Linked DNA regions of Anser cygnoides: all the other regions are linked to region 1. Evidence: chromatin contacts called from public Hi-C data. All regions are on one chromosome and are shown on one strand. The core of a region is the stretch at or near the end of the contact, and the rest is flanking DNA. Distances in the headings are between cores, read along the strand shown. Region 1 holds the start of AMBP (alpha-1-microglobulin/bikunin precursor). Region 2 holds the start of TMEM203 (transmembrane protein 203). Region 3 holds the start of EXD3 (exonuclease 3'-5' domain containing 3).

Region 1 (4,664 bases), core at 1,577-4,076:
AACACAAATGTTAAACCATGGAGGTGCTGGCTACAGCACGGTACCTTGTCTTACAGCCAGGCAGCAGGCTGGTGGATGGTGAAACTTTTACCTCTGTAAAGGGGATGCTGAGAGCTAAAAACTGTAGACTCTCCTTGCTGTATTACTAGTTAGAAAGCAGGATCTATGCAGAAGGTAGGTCTACGCTGAGCATGTGGCCCCTTTCTGCAAGGGAAATCCTCCTTGTCCCAGAGAGGATCCAGAAGGCATCACCAGACTGGATTTTCAGAAAACTTCTGATGGTGCACCACACCAGAGATTATTAAAGAAACAAACTTGCTGTGGGAGCAGAATGGCTGTTCTGTGAACTCAAAGGTGGTTGAAGGATCAGAAGCAACACGTAGGGCTGAACAGCCACTCCTCAGGATGGAGGACACTGGGTCCTCCAGGGGCCAGCCCTAGGGCTGGTTGTATATCTGACATCTTCATCCATCCCCTGGAGAAAGGAGTGAACAGGAAAACCTTCAAGTTCACAGATGATACTGGGGTCTTTTGGATAGCAAAATACTGTTCGTGGCAAGGAGTTTCAAAAAGACCTCGCAAAAACAAGGACAAAGAGGTAGGAGGTAAGTTTTGGTGTAGAGAAATGAAGGTGATGCTTCAAGGGAGAAGTGATCAGAGCGAGGCATTCGCATGGAGCTCAGGACAGGTGGCTAGACTCAGGAGCAGAGCTGGGAGCCATCAGTGACCTGGTTTCAGAGAACTGTTAATTGGCAGAGCAGAGAAAAAAAAAATCAAACTGCTGTGTAATCAGCAAAGTCTTGGGAACAAGATGGCAAGTGTTTTGACACTGTAGGAAATCTTGGAAAGACTTACCTTGGGTGCTGTGTGCTTGAGCTCTTGTTTCCACAGCTGAAGAAGGAGATGGGAAGTCAGCTTTCTCTGGACCTGCTTTGTAATAACTGATGAGATGAAATGCCTGTTGTATGAGAGGGGACTGGAAAAGCTGAGACCTGCCTTGAGAGAGGAGAGCCAAGAGCAGATATGACTGAGGCCTGCAAAATCATGAGGGTGGTGGACAAGCCGAGCATGAAACTGTAACACTCCAGCAGTCCTTGGAGTAAGGAGCGCTGGCGGGAGATAGGTTGAAAATAGAAAAGATAAAACTTCATTACATAGCAGGTTTTGAACTTCCAGGGCTTGTTGCCACAGGGAGTAGGGGAGCCAGATAACACTGGCAGGTTCAGAAAGGGACTGGATGAGCTCAGTGAACAACTGGTTTGCAAAGGGACAGTGGAAGGATGAGGCAGGGATGCCCCCTCTAATGCTTGGATTCATGGTGGATGCTGGAGAGCAGGAGAGGAGTGGAGTCAGGCTCTTAGTATCTCATTTTTCCAGTGATGAACGCTGAACCTTGGTGGCCTTTACCCTGCAGGGTCTGTCTGATGTTCCACAAACCCCCCTGGCAGCCACAGGAGAGTTGCGACACCTGCAGTGCCTGCAGGAGAGGGGTCCGAAACTGAGTGGGTGTAAAAGGGAGGTTTGAGTCAGAGCAGTGGGGCCGGGGGGGTTGTTCCGCAGGAATTTCATGGCGGTTTCTCCCTGTGTTTGGTTTCTGTCCAAACCGGTCTGAAACCAACATGCTGGCCACCCTTCCTTGCCAGCTGGCAGCAGCCCGTACCCCATGGATCCCGCAGGGTCCCTGCGGCCCCGAGCCCTGCCGGAGGGCCCCGTGGGCACCTCCTGCCCCCAGCGCTGGAGCCGTGGCTGCCCCAGGGCTGCCGTGCGCGGCCCCAGCAGTCGGTGCCCGCCTGGGGCCCCCGATGCGGGTCCGTGCAGCCCCTGGGCCTGGAGGGCTGTGCCCTGCCGAGGCTGCCACCGCAGCCCCGCGCTCCGCAGTGTGTGGGGCTTCTCCATCCCCCTCCGTTCAGCGGTCCTGGTGCAAACACAGCCACAGCCCTGGGGACAGGGACAGGGACAGGGGCAGGGGCAGGGGCAGGGGCAGGGGCAGGGGCAGGGGCAGGGAGCGTGTTTTTGGAGGAGAACACGGGGCTGCCGAGCTGCACCGCATCCCCGGCCTTTCCGGGCGCAGGGCTGGCGACGTGCAGGAGCTGGGTTTCGCAGCCGGCTGCGCTGCTCCCCACCTTTCCCGGCTGCACGGTGCCCGCGGGGCCCGGCTGCGCCCCAGGCCCGCACCGTGACGGGGCGGGAGGCGGCTGCCGGCCGTGCCCGCGGCGGGGCAGGGCGGCGGGCACGGAGCCTGCCCGCGGCCACGCGCTGCGGCCCGGCCTCGCCCGCGCCTCCCGGCCCCGGTTCTCGCTTCGCGAGGCCGCCCCGGGCCTCGGCGGGGCCGGGGCTTTTCCTGGCCGCCGGCTGCCACCTGGCGGCGGCAGGGCCGGTGGCAGCGGGGCACGGCCGGGCTCCCCCGGAGGGCCGGGCGACGAGGCGGGCTCGGTGAAGGCACCGCACGGCCCGGCCTCGGCCCGCTCCCGAGGACGGCCCGGAGGCGGCTGGGGGCGACGGGAGGCTGGAGCTGCCCGCCCCGGCCCGCCGCCTGCTGGGCCCGGCGTGGGCCGCGCCTCGCGCCCCTGGGGACGGCGGCAGGAGGAGGGGGGGAAAGTCCGGCCGGCCGCTGCAAGCGTGCCTGCCGCTCTCGCCCTTCTCTGCAAATATTGAGCTACCGGCCGGCTGGAAGAGGGGCTCCTGCCCTTTGCTCTGTTTGCCGTTTCCTCCGGCTGTTTGGTTTCAGTTAATCATCCTGAGAAGGCAAACAGGGGTGGGGACGGACGCTGGGCCCGTGCCACCCGTGCCTGCCGGGCCCCGGGACCCTCAGCGCAGGGTGGGTGCCACCCCGCCTGCCCCACGCCTTGGCCACCAGCTTGGGGCCCCCGGGGAGAGCCTCACCCCCGCTGCCAGGAGGGGATCCGGCTGCTGGGCTCCGCTCCCTGTGGGCATTGCTGAGGAGCAAGGAGCCCGTGATGTGTGCTGGGGACCTCTTGGTCCTCTCTCTGCAGGGTCAGGTTAGTCCAGCACTGGGGGCACCATCCGGGCTCCTTACAGGATCCCAGGGCAGGAATACAAATCATAACATAGAATAAGGCAGGGCCTGGTCTGTGCCGGGGCCGAGAGGTGGTGTAGGAACAGGTGAGGTGAGGAGCTCACATGGATGTTTGGCCCTGTGCTGCTTGGGCCATGGTGAGCTCAGGCCACATGGCCAGGTCTGCAGGGCCAGGAGCTGCCCCCACGTCTCCCTGCCCGGCCCCCGCCAGGCTGGCCGCCCCGCTGGCGCTGTTCTCTGCGGTCTGAAGGTCACGCTGCTGCGCAGTGAGGGCGGTGAAGAAACACGGATCCCTCCAGCGCGCTGGCACTCAGCAGCACTCTGAAGCCACCAGACACAATGTTTTGGGGTCTCCTTTCTCTCCTCCTCTTTGCCATGGCCAGCGGAACCCCCATTGGGGACCAGGATGAAGACATCCAAGTGCAGGAGAATTTTGATGCTGAGCGGGTAACAGCGGCTTGCGGTCCCTGGATGTTGGGGGTAGTAGGGATGGGAGAAAGCTATTTCATTTTTCTCTAGCAAGAAGGATGACATTTCCCATAATGGGCTGTGCAGGACCCAGCTCCGTGGGTGCTGGTCTGGGGGGGATTCAACCCTTGGGATGGCCTCGCCCCAGCAAACACACAGGCGGGGCAGATGAGTCCCAGTCTGTTCATCTGTCCAGACTAAGAGCTGTGGCAGGGCACACCAGAAGCCCCAGATTGTGTGTGGGATGCAGCCTGCCTGGGGGGGTCTCCTGCAGGCACCTCTGTCCCCTGCCCAGCTCTGCGTACCCAACATGCATGTGGGTCCAGGCTCCGCTGGGGCACATGGTGGGTACCGACCCCCCTTCCTGGTGAACAGGAGACACAGAGACACTGTCCTGGGCTTGAGGACCCCGCTCTGTTCCCAGGGACTGCCTGTCCCGCATGCAAAAAGTGACAGAAGTGGAGGGGAGAAGGGGCCAGTACCCTGCTCAGTGGTAAGCACACATGGGCAACAGGAGTCCAGCTCTGACCCTCACTTCCCCAGCAGTTTGGCATGAAGCTGCTGTAAAGCTGGGACATCTTGGCTGCCACCTCTTCTGACAGACAGCTCTCGAACACTGTCAGGGATCCAAGCACAGAAGCCTGGGAAGCTGTGGGAGATGGGTGACCACTGAGTTGGAAATCCTGCTGAGTGCTGATCACCTTCCTACAACAGCTCTGGCCCCAGCACCTTGCACCGTAGCTCACCAGTTGGCTTCTTGGTCATGAATATTTCAGCTCTGCAGAAAGCCATGGGATATCCTACCTTGGTGGAGGAGGCGTGTGGCAGATATGTCCCTTTCTTTTCCCCACAGATGTATGGGAAGTGGTATGATGTAGCCATTGGCACCACCTGCAAGTGGATGAAGAACTACAAGGAGAAGTTCAACATGGGCACGCTGGTGCTGGGCCCTGGCCCCAGTGCCGACCAGATCAGCACAATCAGCACCAGGTTGCGGTACGAGCAGTGCTGTGGGTGCTCAGGGATGTCAGGGGTCCTGTGCCATGGGCAATCTGGTTGCTTCAGGCACAATTTTCGCAAGATAAATAGGAAAAGAGATGACCTGAAGCTGTTTATTCTTTTCCTCCTTCCTCCAGGCAAGGTGACTGCACTCACATCT
Region 2 (4,664 bases), core at 1,181-3,680, 380 kb before region 1:
CTGTTACCACTCTCAGGGCCACACAAGATGTGCCCAGCCCAGGGACTCAAAGAGACTCCCCTCCTGTCCCACTGCAGCTCTGCTGGGGACATGGGAACAACCTTCTGGGAGAGAACTGAGATCAGTAGGGCTGGCTGCCACCTAAAATTATGTTTGATGCCTCCTGTTAGCCTTGTCCACTGACATTTCTGTGGTGTAGGCTTTCCTGTAATTCAGAAAAGAGCATGTCTGTAAAAATTGACTGGGAGAACAACGTCTGAGACGCTGCAAAAGCATCTGCTTGAGAAGACCAGAAGTAAAAAAAATGGGCAGAAGCCCAGTTCTTGGGGGTTAGGAGGCACATTGGGTTGGTAGGGCAAGGATTTTGAAGGCTGGTAGGAATTATGTTTTGTCCGAGCTGCTGCTCTAGAGCCAAGTTCTGCCTCTGTTTGCCCCCTCAATTCCCCAACCACTGCCTCATCCGAGCCACAAGGAGCACCGGAGCTACTTACTTGGGATAGGAGGAATCACCAAGGCCCAGCACGGCGTAGTCCATTTGGCAGAGGGAAGAGGGTGGCAGGTTCTTCCGGAACAGAAACCTCCAGAACACCTACGAAGGACAGGGGCAGGAGTCATGTTGCTGTGCATGGATGCCTACCCTGGCTGCTGGCTCCCCCCTTGCACACCCTGCTGAAATCTCAGCAGCTCATGCCCCATCAGTAACAGGAGAAGTTTCTTAGCCCCATACAAGACTGGCAGTAGGGGACTACCACTGAAGACAAGCCCCAAAAGGCTGATCTGAGTGAGCAAACATCCATTTCACACCATCCTGCAGGATGACACGTGCTGCCCCAAAACACCCCCTTCCAAAAAAAACCAAACAAAAATCCACCACTCAAGTTGCTCCAAGGGATAAATCAGGTCACAGGCCGGGTACATAAAAGCCATATGAACAGAACAGGTCCTACCTTCATGTTGTCAGGTGGGTCACCCTGGCCAGTGGTTGCACACACAAATACCACCAACAGCTCATTGATGAGGTTTGCCTGCAGGCACAAACAAGCATGAGAAAGCACCTTCAGGCCAGCAGCCTACAAAGGTATGCCCCAGCTGTCTGGACCCAGCTGCTCTCACTGCATCGAGCTCGAGGACAGATCCCATTTAGCTCAGAACTCACAACCCTGTCTGACACAGCCTCCTCTACAGGCACTGCAGCATCTGCTGCCCCCAGCATCAGCTCCTTGGTGCTCCCTGCCTTGCAGGAACACAGGACACGGCTGATCATCTGCCAGCTAACACTGCCTCTATCCCAAGAGCCATTGCTCAGTTTTCACATTTTCAGCTGAACTAAGCATAAGCTGCCCTCAGGAAGGGTAAAGAGCTGGGATGTGGTGAAACACAGGAGGTCACAGCATGGGTGGAGGATGCCTGAGCCCCAGAAATGGGTTTGCTGGAGATGAAGCAAGACCAGAACTGCCCGGAGCAGCCCTCCACATGGCCACTCACCACGTCATAGCTGTCCAGTGCCTCCACTCGGCACTGGAAGTGCCGGCGCTTGGCTTCTCTGCCTATTCTCTCAGCTGTATCTTGAGCTGTCCCAGTTTGGCTGCCATAAAGAACGAGGAGTCTCCGCTCTGCCATCTGCAAGAGACAAAACCAAAGAAATCACCAGGAGCCGAGGCAGAGTCGGACCTGCTCGGGGCTGGGCGTCACACCAACACCCTACGCAGGCTTCAAAGGAGCGCTGGCAGCTCTGGGTTCAGGTGAGATTTGAGGGCTCGACGCTGCAAGCAGCAAGCAGGGGGACAGCTGAACAGCTTGGTGCCAGTGGCACGATTCAAGGCACCTGGGCTCTCCTTCCAACCTGATCTAGCGGGTGGCATCCCTGCCCACGGCAGGGGGTTGGAACCAGCCGACCTTTAAGGTCCCTTCCAACCCAGGCGGTTCAATGACGCTGATTCCAGCCGGGGCAGCGCTGAGCGACTGACACCCGTTTGGCCCCGTTCGCCGCAGCACCACGGGCTCTGCTGCGCTCCCCGCCCCGCCACCGAGACTAAAGGCAGGGTCCGGGGACACCGAATCGCGCTCAGGCTCCGTCTAACCGCCCTCAGCCCTGCGCTCAGCACCCCCCCGGCACCAGCCGTGCCCCGCTGCCGATGGCAGCACGGCCCCCCCCGGGTGCCGCGAGCACCCCGACCCACCGCCAGCTGCGCCCGAAGCCCCGCGGCAGGACGGGGGCGCTGCCACCCGCGCGGGCCCCGAGCAATCGCCCCCTGGCGAACCCGGCCCCGCGCAGGGAAGCCTCGTCCCGGCCCGACCCCCCGGCCCTGCCCGCGGAGCCCCGCGGAGCCCCGGCGCCACCCCGGGCCCGGCCGCGGCCCCACCGCCCGCCGCTTCCGCCGCCGTCATCGCGCGGCGCCGCCGCAGCTCCGGGCCCCGCGGGGCGGCGGAGGGACGGGGCGGGGCCGGGCGGGGCGGCGGGGAGCGGGCCCTGCCGGTGCGCCCTGAGCGGCGGCCCCTGAGCGCCGGGCCGGGGCCGGGGCCGGGGCCGGGACGATGCTGTTCTCCCTGCGGGAGCTGGTGCAGTGGCTGGGCTTCGCCACCTTCGAGATCTTCCTGCACGGCCTGGCCCTGCTGGTCTTCTCCGTGCTCCTGGTCCTCAAGGTGGACAGCGAGGCCTCGGCGCTCTCCTGGTGGGTCGTCTTCGTGCCCTTCTTCGCCGCCGACGGCCTCAGCACCTACTTTACCGCCATCGTCTCGGTGCGGCTCTTCCAGGACGGCGAGAAGCGGCTGGCCGTGCTGCGGCTCTTCTGGATCCTCACCATCCTCAGCCTCAAGTTCGTCTTCGAGATGCTGCTGTGCCAGAAGCTGGTGGAGCACACGCGGGAGCTGTGGTACGGGCTCATCATGTCGCCCGTCTTCATCCTCCTCCAGCTGCTCATGATCCGGGCCTGCCGCGTGAACTGAGCCCGCGGCCCCGCGGCAGCCCTGGCTGGCACACCCGGCTCTGCGGGGACCCCAGCGCCGTTCAGGGGCTTTCCCCCATCCTGGGTTCCGGACGGAGGTTTTGGGCGCAGGTGCGGCGCTGCGAGAGGCAGGGCTTGCGGCAGCGCGCTGTCACCTCGTACATAGCTTTGTGCGTATCTTTCTTCAGGAGATCCTTTTGCAGCATCGTTACTTCAGGTTCACTTAGTCCTTGGTGTTACTCTTAAAATATCGCAATGTGCAGGCACTGTCTGGTATGCCGGTTATTTTATTTTAAAATAAAAGTGCATGGAAGGATTGGTTTTATTTATAATATTATTTTTTACTAGAAAGCATTTGTACCTAAAACTGGTGCCGGGAGAACAGGAGTCCCGTGGAGGCCGGTTGTTTGCTGTAGGCACCTCGCACACCTCAGGCTGCTGCTGGCCAGAAGCACCGTAGCTGCTGCGTCGCCTGCGCCACCCTGTCCGAGACCACGATCGTATCGATCTGTTGTCACCAACAGCAACGCTCATTTACTTCCAACTTCCCCCTGAGTGGTACTTCATGCCTTCAGTGTACTGACGAGATTTTATGGGGCTGTGCTCTGAGCCAGAGAGAACTGATGTGTGTGTTTTTGAACAGAAATGTAATTTTTTTTTCTTTGTAATGCAGATCCATTTCCTACATAAAGCTATGGGGGTACTGGGAGGGTAAGGCAAGGGGTAGCTCAGCCAGATGTACAGATCGATGTGTTAAGTGTCCATGTTGTGGGGAGCTCCCAGCACCAAAGACTCTGTGTCACCTGTCACAGTGGCACAGCCACCACGAGGGTGCTGAGAACCTGGGTCTGCCGCTGACCTATCTGTGAGACGTTGCATGTTGCTTTGGTGCCCAGACGACTGTTCTCCTTTGGAGAATGAATTGTCAAGCCCTCTGTAATGCTGGTGGCAACAAAACACCTCCAGGGCTTCCCTTTGAGCCTCAGCTGCTCCCTCACCCATCTGCGTCTGCCTCATCCACCCTGCTGGTACCACCCTGTGCTCTCTGCGCTCTCAGGATCTGTTTCATGGAGATAAGGTCTTGAAATGGAAAACTGCTGCATAAAGGGCTCTCAAATTCGGGAGAAGAGGTGGGATGTAGCTGGCAGAGCATGCATTAAAAAGAGCTGAGAATTGCTGCAGAGTGGGACTTCATTGTGATCTTAGAAATTAGGATGCATCTCAGGTTGCATAAAAGAGACTTTTCCAGATTCATACCTGGGTTCTAGAAAATCTATAATTACCTAGCCTGTTGTGTAACTTCTGTTTGCTTTTAGATTTCAGAGGCATGCAGGAAAGAAACGACCAATTTCCTTTTTTTTTTTTTTTTTGGTGTGCTGATTGGATAAGCTTGCGGTGTGAGTTCAGAGCAGATCTCACAGGATATTCCACATCACCTTCCCTTTTGAAAAAGCTTTCTTTAGCAAGGTGCCTGATGCTTTATCCTGCAAAAAGTTCATTACAAATTCTGAGGCCTGCACAAGGAGTGCACAAAACATTACTGTGTTGATTAAGGGCATGAGCTGAAGGCTTCAAGGAGAGAATTTGCACAGAATAGGACTTGGAAGAGAGGTCAGTGATAAACAGCCGTTTCTCAGGGGCTGCTCTTGCCCGGGAGTAGGAGTAGGGGGACCTGTGCGCAGTTCCTGTGAGCAGGTGTAGGCACACAGGTTGGGAAGC
Region 3 (4,664 bases), core at 1,553-4,052, 330 kb before region 1:
TACAACCGAAATCAAAACAGGTTCCCACTGAGGTTTCAGGCTATGAAATGTGGGAAGGGCTGTGCAGTGGTTACCTGATCAAGAGCTGGAGGGGGAGCAGCTCTAGGCCAGGGCAGGGCACTACCATCCATGAGCCTGCCAGCAGACTGTGTTTTTGGGAAGGCCAAACTCGCATATAACATGCGAAGACACACCAACTAGTGCAATTATATTTTCATTCCCAGTGAAAAACTGGATGGCAATATAATCTCCCATCACTCCTGCATATAGGAGTGGCTTCTTTCTCTGTGTGTACATGACAATAATGTCACATTAGCCAGCTCTGGGGTCCTGGAGTTGTGCAGCTCACATTTTCTCAGTTCTCCTGTGTAAATGGGAGGTAACACTTGCTGACGTGTGACATGGTTTACAAGGCCAAATCAGACCTTATGAACTGCTTAAAATTACTGGAGGAGTGAATTTTAGGAATAACTTTTTAGTAAAAGGAGAAAACCAGAGAATGAACAGGCAAGAGCATCACTTACATTTCCAACTGCAGATAAACGAACCCCCTCTGAAAGTAGCCAACAGCGAGGGAGTTGTCCTTGGTAACTGTTTTATTGAATGCCTAAAAAGAAAAACACAGATATCCTGGGGGTCAGTTAGGATCTCTTATGTCAGTGTCTGGGCATATGTACCCAGCGGGGTGCAGAAGCCATCCCTGGGCTTGTGACCAGCTTGTCTTGTCTAAGAAATGTGGGGCTGTGATCCAGGCCGAAGGGCAGGAGATGGCTTCAAGTCACCTTTCAGGTCTTGGCTCTGTATGAGATAAGCTTCAGGATTTTATCCTTCCTTGGGAAAACAGACTGACAGTAACAAATGAACCATGTTTGCCACATGAGGTTTTGTAATCTGCAGAGCCTGTTGCCTTGAGCAGAGCTTGCCCTGATAACTGGCTGTTTGAAATGCCTGTGGTGATGAGCGTGTAAAGGGAGAAAATTGAAGGGGTTCACAAACTGCATCTACAAATTGGTATTTCTGATCCCAGTTTCCCAGCTGAGTAGAGGTAAGTACCAGGAAAGCTGGTAACAGCATGTAAGCAGTGGTTCAAAGTGGTTTCCCGCTCTGCTTTGTACTAGTACCTTTCTGATAAAGCTAGGAGGTGTGTCCTACACTTACCATTGCAATGAGATGGTGTGTAGATAATGAATCAAGCCTGCAACCCCAGACTTTCCTTACATTGTGTAAACAGGGACAGCACCGCAATGGGGAAAATACGTTGCAGGACATTAAGGAGTGACTGTGCTCCTCGGCAGAGGTGGCTGGCCTCTCCCATGACTCAGCCAGCACACTTTACTTTGTCTGCTCTACCGTGCTATAAAAGACAAAATAAACAACCAACCGTTGGTGTAAGCAGAAGCGTAACTGATCTGCTTCCCCGTAGGTGCCCGTTTATTGGGGCTGGAAACAGGCTCTCGGGCACCACCACGCTGCTGTCTCGCAGCGATGGCCCTGCTCGGTGCTGCCCCAGTTCTGCCCCAGCCCCTTCCAGCACAGCCTGCGCTCCTCTTTGTGCTGTTTAAGACAAAGTATTTATATACATCTCTTTGTTGGGCTGCTGATAGAGAGACATGCAGACAGGCTGGCTGCTAGATGCTGAAACAGTTTATCTCAGCACACTTCTCAGGTAGCTAGCTCACTTTCCAAAAGACAAGGGTAGTCCAGGATAGCAACTTATTTTGGAGAAATCTTAGCTCGTGCGGGATTACTTAGGGATGCACAGAGCTGCAGCGCTCCCTGTTTTATCCCCACACCATCACCACTCACACCCAAGCTATCAGCCCAACGTGCTGAGTAAGGAGCACTGGATTTAAAGTAGTTTGAGAAAGGTGTCTCAGAAGAGTGCCTACAAGCACTAATCCCCCAGGAATCAAGGTGAGGAAAGCGCCATCCGCCCCAGACAGAGCCCGGCCCCAGCCTGCCGCCAGCCCCTCACCCGCAGGGCCTCCTCCAGCCTCCCGGCCCGCAGGTGCACGCAGCCGATGTTGAAGCAGATCCTGGACGGCGGCTCCTCGATGCCGCAGAAGATGTCCAACGCCGCGTCCCAGTCGCCGCCGTCCGCCGCCAGCACTCCCTGGTGCCAGCGCCTCAGCAGCTCCCGGTAGGCCATGGCCTGCGCCCTCCGGCCCCGCGGCTCCCAGCCGGCGCCCCGGCGAGGAGCGGGCGCTGCCCCGGGCGGGAGGCGCTGAGGAGGGAGGCGGCCGCCGCGCCCAGCGCCCTCCTTCCCGGGGCCGGCGGGGGGAGGCCAGAGGCCGGGAGCCGGCCCCGCTGCCGCCCCGTAGGTCCCGCTGCGTGGGGCGCGGGGGCCCCGCGGGCCCGGCCGTGCTTCGGGGGAGAAGGGCGAGGTGAGAGGGCGAGGGGCGCACGGCGCCGGCTCCGCTTGGCCATGGCAGCGAAGGGCGGCTCAGAAAGCCCCCCGAGTAGAATCTCCGGCGGTGCCGCTGGCGGGGCACGGGCAGGGGCAGGACCGGCACGGCCCGCGAGGCGTTGGTTTTATTCGGTGAAATACAGATTTATTGTCACGGCCGCATCTGGGTGCACCTCAAGCAGGGCACGCGCAGCGGGTCAGTACGGGAAACTCTCGGGTCAGTACGGTACATTCCCCTCACACTCACACACACAGACTCACACACGCGGTACATTCCCCTCACACACACAGACTCACACACGCGGTACATTCCCCTCACACACACAGACTCGCACTCACACACACACACCGGGTTTGTTCGCAGGCTTGTTACGGGCATCGGCGCCCCCTGCAGGCGCCGCGCCGCGGTCGGTGCTGCCGCCAAGGGGGGCCGGCGGGGCGGCGGCACCGGGCGCCGGGGGTTCCGCGCCGAGCCCAGCCGAGCCGAGCCGAGCCGCGGGCCCCGCGGGGGGGCGGCTCCGAGCGGCGGCAGGTGAGCGGCTCGCGGTGTCGGGGCGGGGGGGGACGGACCCGGAGCCTCGGGAGCGCGAGGGGCGGGCGGGCCGCAGCCGGGATAGAGCCGCGCGGCCTCGGTCGGGCCCCCGGTGCTGCCTCGGGGCTGAGGGGGAGCCTGGGGGCTGGAGGCTGGGGCGGAGGAGGCCGGGCAGCGGCGGCGGCTCGGGGGGGAAGCGGCTGCCGAGGGGGAGCTGCCGGGGCGCAGCTCCGCGCCTCGGTGCCGGCAGGCTCGCCGTGCGTGACCCGCTGCGTGGCTCGCGGGCGGCCCCGGTGGTTGCCGAGGGCGAGTTGGCCGCGGTCAGCGGAAGCCAGGGGCGCCCTGCCGTAGGCAGCGACGGCAGCGCTGTGCCTTCAAACGAAGAGGCTTAGTTTTAAAACCCGCTGGCCGAGTTCCATCTTACTGATTTTTAAATACTTTTGGAAAGTCGGGGGAACAGTTCAGCGGGGTTGGAAGTGCCACAAGTGTTGTCCGTGCACGTGGAAAGATGAAACGTGTTGTAGGGGGGGAAAACTGTACGTTTGGTAACCTGATGTCTGTTGCAGGATTAAGATAAAATAGGAGGTGACCGTCCCCCTGTTCTCTGCTCTGGTGAGGCCGCACCTCGAGTGCTGGGTTCAGCTTTGGGCCCCTCACTACGAGAAGGACATCGAGGCCCTGGAGCGTGTCCAGAGAAGGGCTACGGAGCTGGTGAAGGGCCTGGGACACAAGTCCTGTGAGGAGCGGCTGAGGGAACTGGGGGTGTTTGGTCTGGAGAAGAGGAGGCTCAGGGGAGACCTCATTGCTCTCTGCAACTGCCTGAAAGGAAGGTGTGGGGAGCTGGGGGTCGGCCTCTTCTCACAGGTAACCAGTGATAGGACTGGAGGGAATGGCCTCAAGTTGCACCAGGGGAGGTTCAGGTTGGAAATGAGGAGACATTTCCTCTCAGAAAGAGCGGTCAGGCATTGGGACGGGTTGCCCAGGGAGGTGGTGGCGTCACCGTCCCTGGGGGTGTTTAAGGAAAGGTTGGACATGGTGCTGAGGGACATGGCTTAGTGGGTGACATTGGTGGTAGGGGTGTGGTTGGACCAGATGATCTTGGAGGGCTTTTCCAACCCTAATGATTGTATGATTCTGTGATTCAATGATGAATGTAGATACTAAAGACCAAGAGACATGCTTATAAAATACTTTTTTTTTCTTTTCTAATAAACCTCATGTCCCCTCTTGGGAAGAGATTTCAAGATCCAATTAAGTCAATTATTATTATCTTGACTGTCACGGACTTGAAATTCTCTGAGGAACTTGATTCTATCGCGATGTGGCAATTTGATTAAACAAAGATACTGTTGTATGGCAGTGAGGCAAAAGTGCAGAAGGAGCTTAGGAACAAACAACACAGCTTGATTGTTCATTGGAAGACATAAATATGCGGCCTATTTCCAGTCAGCTCCTATTCTTACAAATTCTTTGTTCGAATACTAATATGTCTACTGACTTAAATTATCCAAAAGAAGGTTTATAACCTTTGCAGTGACAAGATGTTAGTGCTGTAGCCTGTTCTGACCTTTCTGGTTAGATGAGTCCAAACTGGGGAAGCATCTTAATGTAGTGAAAAAGAACATATGAAGTCTAAAAACCAAGGTCACCTCCTCTGTTTATGTGGTAGGAAGCTGTTAGATAGCGACTTGCAGGATTTAGTTGCATCAGTGATGCCATTTGAAG

The links. Hi-C and Micro-C count contacts between places; a contact is called where the count stands out from the background.
Region 2: a contact with region 1 is called in a Hi-C map of liver, with 2.2 times the contacts expected there. The contact joins the promoter of TMEM203 here to the promoter of AMBP in region 1. A contact is called at or near these places in 2 of 7 Hi-C or Micro-C datasets (granulosa cells and liver).
Region 3: a Hi-C map of liver shows a contact between it and region 1, with 2.0 times the contacts expected there. The contact joins the promoter of EXD3 here to the promoter of AMBP in region 1. A contact is called at or near these places in 4 of 7 Hi-C or Micro-C datasets (fetal liver, granulosa cells and liver).

The regions. Positions count from the first base shown.
Region 1 is chr20:11,694,294-11,698,957 of Taihu_goose_T2T_genome, forward strand. AMBP (alpha-1-microglobulin/bikunin precursor) reads left to right here and starts at 2,827. Exons shown (of 10, transcript XM_066980815.1): 1 at 2,827-2,999; 2 at 4,359-4,501; 3 at 4,642-4,664. The coding sequence starts at 2,958.
Region 2 is chr20:11,311,766-11,316,429 of Taihu_goose_T2T_genome, forward strand. It overlaps TMEM203 (transmembrane protein 203), which reads left to right and starts at 2,431. Exons shown (of 1, transcript XM_048055794.2): 1 at 2,431-3,261. The coding sequence starts at 2,536. The coding sequence ends at 2,946. It overlaps NDOR1 (NADPH dependent diflavin oxidoreductase 1), which reads right to left and starts at 2,357. Exons shown (of 14, transcript XM_066980709.1): 1 at 2,181-2,357; 2 at 1,486-1,620; 3 at 948-1,025; 4 at 492-589. The coding sequence starts at 1,620.
Region 3 is chr20:11,368,881-11,373,544 of Taihu_goose_T2T_genome, forward strand. It overlaps EXD3 (exonuclease 3'-5' domain containing 3), which reads left to right and starts at 2,803. Exons shown (of 19, transcript XM_066980917.1): 1 at 2,803-2,939. NOXA1 (NADPH oxidase activator 1) reads right to left here and starts at 2,673. Exons shown (of 15, transcript XM_048055938.2): 1 at 1,976-2,673; 2 at 525-607. The coding sequence starts at 2,149.